Linked DNA regions of Mus musculus: region 2 is linked to region 1. A link is a contact called in public ChIA-PET data. All regions are on one chromosome and are shown on one strand. Each heading gives the region's core, a stretch centred on a gene start, on an enhancer-like site or on the middle of the called end of the contact. The rest is flanking DNA. Distances are from core to core; before and after follow the strand shown. Region 1 has its middle 76 kb from the start of Zcchc2. Region 2 overlaps Phlpp1 (PH domain and leucine rich repeat protein phosphatase 1).

The links. ChIA-PET counts read pairs in DNA pulled down with a chosen protein or histone mark.
Region 2: an RNA polymerase II ChIA-PET map of memory CD8 T cells shows a contact between it and region 1, with 5 read pairs. The contact joins two enhancer-like sites. A contact is called at or near these places in 3 of 15 datasets of contacts at CTCF or cohesin (the NIH/3T3 cell line, large pre-B cells and pro-B cells), 2 of 484 Hi-C or Micro-C datasets (embryonic stem cells and nephron progenitors) and 3 of 115 datasets of contacts at active chromatin or transcription factors (cardiomyocytes, embryonic basal ganglia and memory CD8 T cells).

What each region holds. Positions count from the first base shown.
Region 1 is chr1:106,064,399-106,068,084 of GRCm38.p6, reverse strand. No RefSeq gene overlaps it. Among named protein-coding and RNA genes, the nearest start is that of Zcchc2, 76 kb to the right of the region's middle. Within about 2 kb of position 2,119, at least 57 of the 459 cell types and tissues checked have an H3K27ac peak or open chromatin away from gene starts, as enhancers often do. A contact at or near this core is called in memory CD8 T cells and pro-B cells, where this site is marked.
Region 2 is chr1:106,319,829-106,323,139 of GRCm38.p6, reverse strand. All of the region lies in intron 4 of Phlpp1 (PH domain and leucine rich repeat protein phosphatase 1), which reads right to left. Among named protein-coding and RNA genes, the nearest start is that of Phlpp1, 150 kb to the right of the region's middle. Within about 2 kb of position 1,554, at least 61 of the 459 cell types and tissues checked have an H3K27ac peak or open chromatin away from gene starts, as enhancers often do. A contact at or near this core is called in memory CD8 T cells and pro-B cells, where this site is marked.

The DNA.
Region 1 (3,686 bases), core at 870-3,369:
TGTGGCCATCAGCCACGTAAGGGCAATGCCTCAAGCCCTTCCACACACATATAGATGAGGCATCCCTAACACCTCAGACCAAGATGTAACCACAGGTCATGTAGGCTCAAGACAGAGGTCTCTATGCTAACGAGGTACCTAGAGGCCTGGAGGGTGTAGCCAATAAACTTCTATTCTGAGACATTCCTGCCTGCAAAAGATTATTTAATCTCAGGCCCACTTTGAGAAGTGGGGGTAAGGTTTTACACATATGCTTTCCACCATGGCAATAAATGGTTTGGAACCACAGACTGTCTCTTTTCATTGAGATCAGCTGTGGGGAGCCATAGAGAAGGCCTGCACCTATAGAGCTGCCATCTAGACTCCTGCAGAAGGCCTCTCTGTGCTCCCAGCCATGATCGCCACCAAGCCTGCCGCTGTCTGTCAAGCCAAGGATGCTCCCCATGAAACTAGCCAGAGCTCTCCCTTTTTCCTCCCCGGCCCCAGGCTAGATCCACCCCACAGGCTCCCACTCCATTCTCAGCTCTTTTGCAGCTCCCAGGGGGGCCTGGATGTCCAAGAGCCTGAGAACCAGATGGCCCCTGCCTCGTCACAGGCTGCTGGACCCTGGAACCAGCTCCGGGTGTCCTGCACCTCAGATTGTGCTTCACCACCTCCGAGTGGTGTCCTGGGGCTTCCCTATGGCCCAGTCATGCCCTGTGGCAGAGTGGATGCAGGACCCACAATCCTACAGTCATGGTGGTACATGCTTGTGAGCCTTTAGGAAGCTAAGGGAAGAATACTGATTCAAATCCACACCAGTTTATGCTGCATAGTGAGGCTCTTCTGGCCTGTATAGCTATGCCTTGTCTCAAAAACCAAACAAGCAAGCAAGCAAGCAAACAAACAAACAAACAATTTAGCTTAGGATGTGCTGCTGATGCTGTTGACAAGAAACACTCTGAACAGGAAAGAAGGTGGAGGACAGGGGAGGAGAACCAGAGTTACAGCCTATAGCTAGGGTAGGAACATGGAACCAGGGCAGCTATAGCTCCGGTCAGCTGGCAGAGAGTCACGTTTCCTATGAGTATAAACATGAATAGCCATGACAAAGCAGGCAGTCATTTCTCACTTTGGTGATGAAATGAAAGCCTAGCCTCGGGAATAAAGGGACCATAGGGGTTGTTGTCTGCAGCATGCTAGGACAGGAGTCACACAGATCACGTGCTTACGGCAGTGGTTGCCTATGCAATTCAGAATGGCAAAGACAGCAGGAAAATTTCAAAATCTCAGAAAGGGTCTGACTTGGGCAATTGGGCTTTCTGGCAAACACTCTATTTTTCTCTTTTTTGTGTGCTCATGTGTACATGTGCATGTGCGTGTGCGTGTGTGTGCATATGTGTGTGTGTGTGTGTGTGTGTACATGTGTATGCATGTATGTTTATGTGTGTTCGTGTGTGCATGTGTATGTGTGTATCTGCTCATGTGTGTGCATGTGTGTGCATGTGCATGCCCATGAATGTGTTTGTGTGTTTGTATGTTGTTGTTCATGTGTATGTGTGTAGTGTTCATAGGTGTATGTGCTCATGTGTGTGCCTGTGTGTGTGTGTACTTGTTTGTATTTTATACATGTGGGGGACAGAGGTTAGTATAGGGTGTCTTCTATCACTCTCCGCTGGATCTTTTGAGGCAAAGTCTCTCATTGAATCTGGAGCTCAGTGGCTCAGCTGGACTGGCAGTACATGCCTGTCCCTGTCTTCCCAGCCCTGGGTTACAAACACATGTGTGTTGCTTTTTATGTGGCTAGGGATCCAAACTCAAGCACTTCTCCCACTGAGCCATCTCCTAGCCCATCTGTCTTTCTCTTTCTGGTTTTCTTTCCCATGTTCGTGGCTTCCACTTCTCTGTTACCTCATGTTTGAGCACCTCTCCTGTCTTTCTTTTTCCTCCTCACATCTCTGTTCTGTCTCCTTCCTGTTTTTCAGTGCAGTTTTTCCTGGTTATAAATATACAGTTATGGTTCTTGGAGCCTAATGATGTTCCGGCAAAAACACAAACCAGAAACAGAGAAACCGACCACAGCCCAAACCCCACCCTGGCTCTCAGACCCCACAGCTGCACTCTCAGGCTGCTGCCGCCCAACAGCTGCTTCCGATCTCTCTCGGTTCACACTTCTCCAGACGACATCTCCTAATATCAAAGACACTGCCAGCTGTCAAAATAAGCTCTCATCTTTTCATATATGAGACAATTACTGCTGAAAACCGATTATGCAAACATAAACAAGCCAAGGGAAGGAAGGGAGATTGCTGGGCTGCCCACCCCTCCCAGTCCATCCTCTCTACTGAAGCCAGGACTAAAATGACCTCTTTAGAGTCTTTAGAGCAGCAACTGGGAAGCACACCCTTCTAGACAAACTCCCAGCAAAGGAAAACAGAAAAGGGGATAAAGGAGTTTGATCTCTGGGCAAAGTGTTTAAGACAAAAGATTGACAGGACCTAAAAATTATTCTTCTCTCTTCCTCCTTCCTCCTCCCCTTCCTCCCTCCCCCTCCTCCCTCCCTCCTTCTCTCCATCATAACAATACATAATAAGCATAGAAAAAAAAAAGCAAAGTGAATTTCTAACAAGATCAGGATGAAACAGCCAGGGGCCCCAGGAAGATTAAGTACGGTGACCTTCTTGGGCATTTACAAGAGTCCTACTCACACACACACACACACACACACACACACACACACGCACATGCACATTAGACTTGAGCTGGACCTCAAACTAGAGTTTCTGTTAATCATCCTAAATAAACCAGTTAAATTTGTTCTGCCTTTGTATGCCTAGTTATTAGGTGAGGATCCTAAAATTGACTGGAAGTTTGTTTTGAGGATCATGGTTAGGAAGCAGGGTGAAGCCTGAGAGAGCCCTCAGTTGAAGGTGTGTTATCAAGTGTAAGAGTCGGTCCTTTCCAAATTGCTGAAGTGCTCGGATTTATTTTTAAATGTCATCAAATTTCCTATAACACAAAGACAGTCTATAGTGTGTGAAGATTCTGTCCCACTCAAATGGCTGTGCTTAAACCTGCTAGCCCACAGTCAAGCATCAGTAGCAATATCAGATCAAAGGAGGAAAAGCCCACAGCTGGCAGGCTCTCAAGGCTGCCCTACCAACAGGAAGGCCAGCCTGTATTGCTGGCAGTTAAGACCTGGGACTTGGATCTTTGGAGCCCAGTTGTTAATCATAAGAGCTGATATTTTGAAAGAGTGTGTCAACCTAGATGCACAGGGAAGCCAAAGCATTCAGCCAGCATACAGGGAGGTGGGAAGTGATGGGCGGTCCGCAGAGATACTGTCCAGGCTATATCATCATTAAAGTTGACAGCCTAACAAAAAGGCTCTGTCACAATAATCAGAGGTTGCAGGGACAATTGATCCTTCAATTAATGATGAACCTGAACAGGTCTGGAAAGCCAGTTTGTTCTCCTTGTGAGCTGACATGTGCCACAACTTGACAGACAGTGGAAGCTCCAGAAATCACACTGAGGTCACACGAGGACTTTCAAATTCTACCGTTGCCTACAGGCAGGAAGTGTAATAATGGTGGCGGTGCATATGGGAGTCTAGGGTGGGGTTTAGAACTAGTTGGTGACAAGCCAATGACAGAAATAGCATTATTCCTGCCATCATTGGAATGTCCAGGGTAAATGGAGGAGGA
Region 2 (3,311 bases), core at 305-2,804, 260 kb before region 1:
GCAAAAACATCACCAGGCCACTTCTTGTTCCAGTTTACTAAGAGCACTCTCACCACTAAAATGAGTTTCCAGAAATTACTCATAAAATAAAAATTGTATTGCTTCTTAAACAAAGCATAAGAATGTTAAAGTGTGGCAAGCATAAATAATTTGATAACTTCCTATTACTGGAATGTGAAAAGTGCCCGAAAGACAAGGCAGGAAATAGGGTCATGTGTTTCCCATTCCATGTGGACCAAAATACAGATTGAAGACTTTTAAAGAAAGGGATCTTTACTGCAGACAGAAATGGGAGTTTGTTCTCATCTCTCCACGTTTACTGTCATAGCGCACCGTGATTGTACACGAAGCTTTACGGGCTCTCCCAGCACATTCCTCACTCTCTCCTTGTCAGTGAATGCCAATTTCACATCTACTGGTAACTCAGTTCACTGCTTCCCTCTAAGTCTTCCAAGTCTTAAATTCATCCTTCCACCCAAAAGAAACATTCACCTTGTTTTAGGTGATACCAAGCTTATTTATACCCCACCCACTCTAACATACACACCTAAGGTTCACTAAAGTTGATCTTCAGGCATCACATCATATGATCAACCAAAAGGCATCTTACGAGACTTACGACCTATCCCTTAAGAGCCATATATGAATGCCACTGCTCAAAGCTCTTTGCAAACCTTCCTCTATATGTCTTAGGATGACCTTCTGTTCTCTTTGGTGACAGAGAAACCAAGAACTGGACTGAAGCACACCATCCTTGTGTCTGTCCTTCTCCACCCTAAATTCAGCTCTAGGCTAAATATGAAGGGGAAACAGAATAAAAGCAGAGACATTCCACCTCTATGGTCAAGAAATTTACACACAGAGTCAATTTAGAAATTTTCTAATGTTCATTACAGATGTATAGCAAGCAAGGAAGCATAAGCAATGTTTATAAATCAAAGGAGGAAATGAGCACATGGAATTGGACATAACCAAACTCTACAAGACATCTTTGGAAATATGCTTTCAAGGACAGGCAGGACAGATGCCAGGCTGGCCTGGGAGTGGTAAAGGGAGTGACAAGAGAGTGAACTGTATTTCAGAGCCTGGCAGTGGGTTTTGCTTTGCTTTGGTCTCTCCCCTCCCCCTCCTTTAGAAAAAAAAAACATTATGGGGGCTGGAGAGATGGCTCAGTTGTTTAGAGTACCACTGGGTACTCTTCAAGAGGACCAGGGTTCAATTCCCAACACCCACATGGCTGCTTACAACTGTATGTAACTCTAGTTCCAGAGGATCCAATATCCTCACACAGATACGCATGCAGGCAAAACACCAATGTACACAAAACAAAAAATAAAATGAAAAAAATCACGCTGTTCATTTTTTTTAAATGAAAAACTTGTTTTCTCTTTTTCCTACTACCGATTCTCGGTTATGAATCTCCGTGTCATGTTTCCTGAGTGGTCTCATTATGTAGTTTTGTTTTTCTTTTTTTTTTTTTCATCAAACCTTCAACCAAAGAGAAATGACGAATTACCAGTTTCACTTCTTTCTACAAGTTGCCGCAAAAGCCTGTTACAAAGAAGTCCGTATGAATAACAAGAAGTGGTGACTAAAAGCAGGTCCCACTACATTCTCTCATGTGCTCACTCACAATGTATTTAATGGTCTCCCTCACAATGGTAACCATTTCTGGGGGACCTGATGTGTACCTTCTAGGAATCTGAGCCCAAAGTGGATAAACACAACAAAAAGTAAGTAACAAAGGTCATGAGGTCAAGTGTCTCCTTAGGAAAGAGAGTTATACTGTAGGTCTCTAAGACAAAAATTAAAGGTAACCAAATGCACAAAAGTTAATGTTATAGTACTACTTCTATGCTTTAAAAAAAGTCCTTTACAAACTATTTCCTAGTATTCTGTAAAACTGTCAGGGAGTAAATAATCACACTCAAAGAACAGCAACAAACATCAATAACAAATCACTACTGAGAGAAATGTTGACCAGATATCTGATGTTACACTTGGCTTGTTATGTGTGCATGTTTTCAGTGTTATTTACAGTAGGAATAATTCATTAATAATCATATGTGAACTTCATGTCACTTATAATATAAATGTCTAGTAATAATAAACACTGAAAAAAATAACAAAATGACATGAATAAATTGAAATCTTTTGGTAGTAGCCAAATACTACTGGCTTCAGTTCCTACAGGTGTGGATCAAGTCTGGAAGTAGGCATGGTTCCCATGTGCAATGCACAATGAACTGTATAGAGACCCATGGGAGTTACAGGACAGGGAGAGCCAGAAGGACTAGGAGGTGCCCTATCTCCTCTGTGGCCTGCCTCCAAGAGGAAGGAACTTTTTTTATGAGTCAACACAGTACCTGACTCTCTCAAGACTGTGTGTGTACTTTTCAGAATATCTCCAGGCTCAATGAAGCACAGGGAGAGACTGGAGGTGGATTCAGCTCTTTCTGTTGCTGTTACCTTTTATGTGGTAATTTCTAGAACGTTCTCCCCAGTTTCTGACTCTCCTGCCACAATTTCCTGGAGAACTATAGTCCCAAAAGTCTTTCCTGGGTACAAAAACGTGACAATCAATCACCTTCTATAATTATGCCCATGTAGATGAGGAACCACAAGACTCTGCCTATCTTACCTATTGTGGGAGGAGGTTTTGGTTTTGTAGGCCTAGGAGTTGCCTGGAATTCCTGAGTCATTGGGAGTTTAGTTTGAAATCATTAGACATCCCAGAAGAAACAAATTTCACAAGATTATAATGTATAGTTTAAATAAGAGCAACATGATTAAGCTAGCCAGCGATCTTGGAGAAGATGAGAGCAAAACAAGCCATGGCTATATTGGCTTTGGGAAAGTCATGTTCGCAGGTTGCTTTCAGGCGTATGATTCCCTTGTGTTGTCAATAAATAAATAAATAAATAAATAAATAAATAAATAAAAGGGTACTATTGGACATAGTACTAAATGGACATAGTAATTAACTGCTCCCTAAGTTCTTATCACTACACACACAAGATAACTCAGCAGTTTTTTGTTTGTTTTTTTTTGTAGTGGATGATGTTAACACAGAGACCAACTCTGGTCAACATGCAGAGAAAAAGAGCAGTCAGCTATAAATGGGTAATCTACATCACAGTCCTTGCACTGAGGCTCAAGGCTCATCAAAGAATACAAGGTGGAAAGATTACAAGAGCCAGAGTGAGTGGACATCTGCAGAAAACTACTATTTAAGATGACAGTACGGTTGCACACAAATAGTCAGAAATGCTGCAATGACACTGAGAAACAGACACTCTAACTTTGAAGTT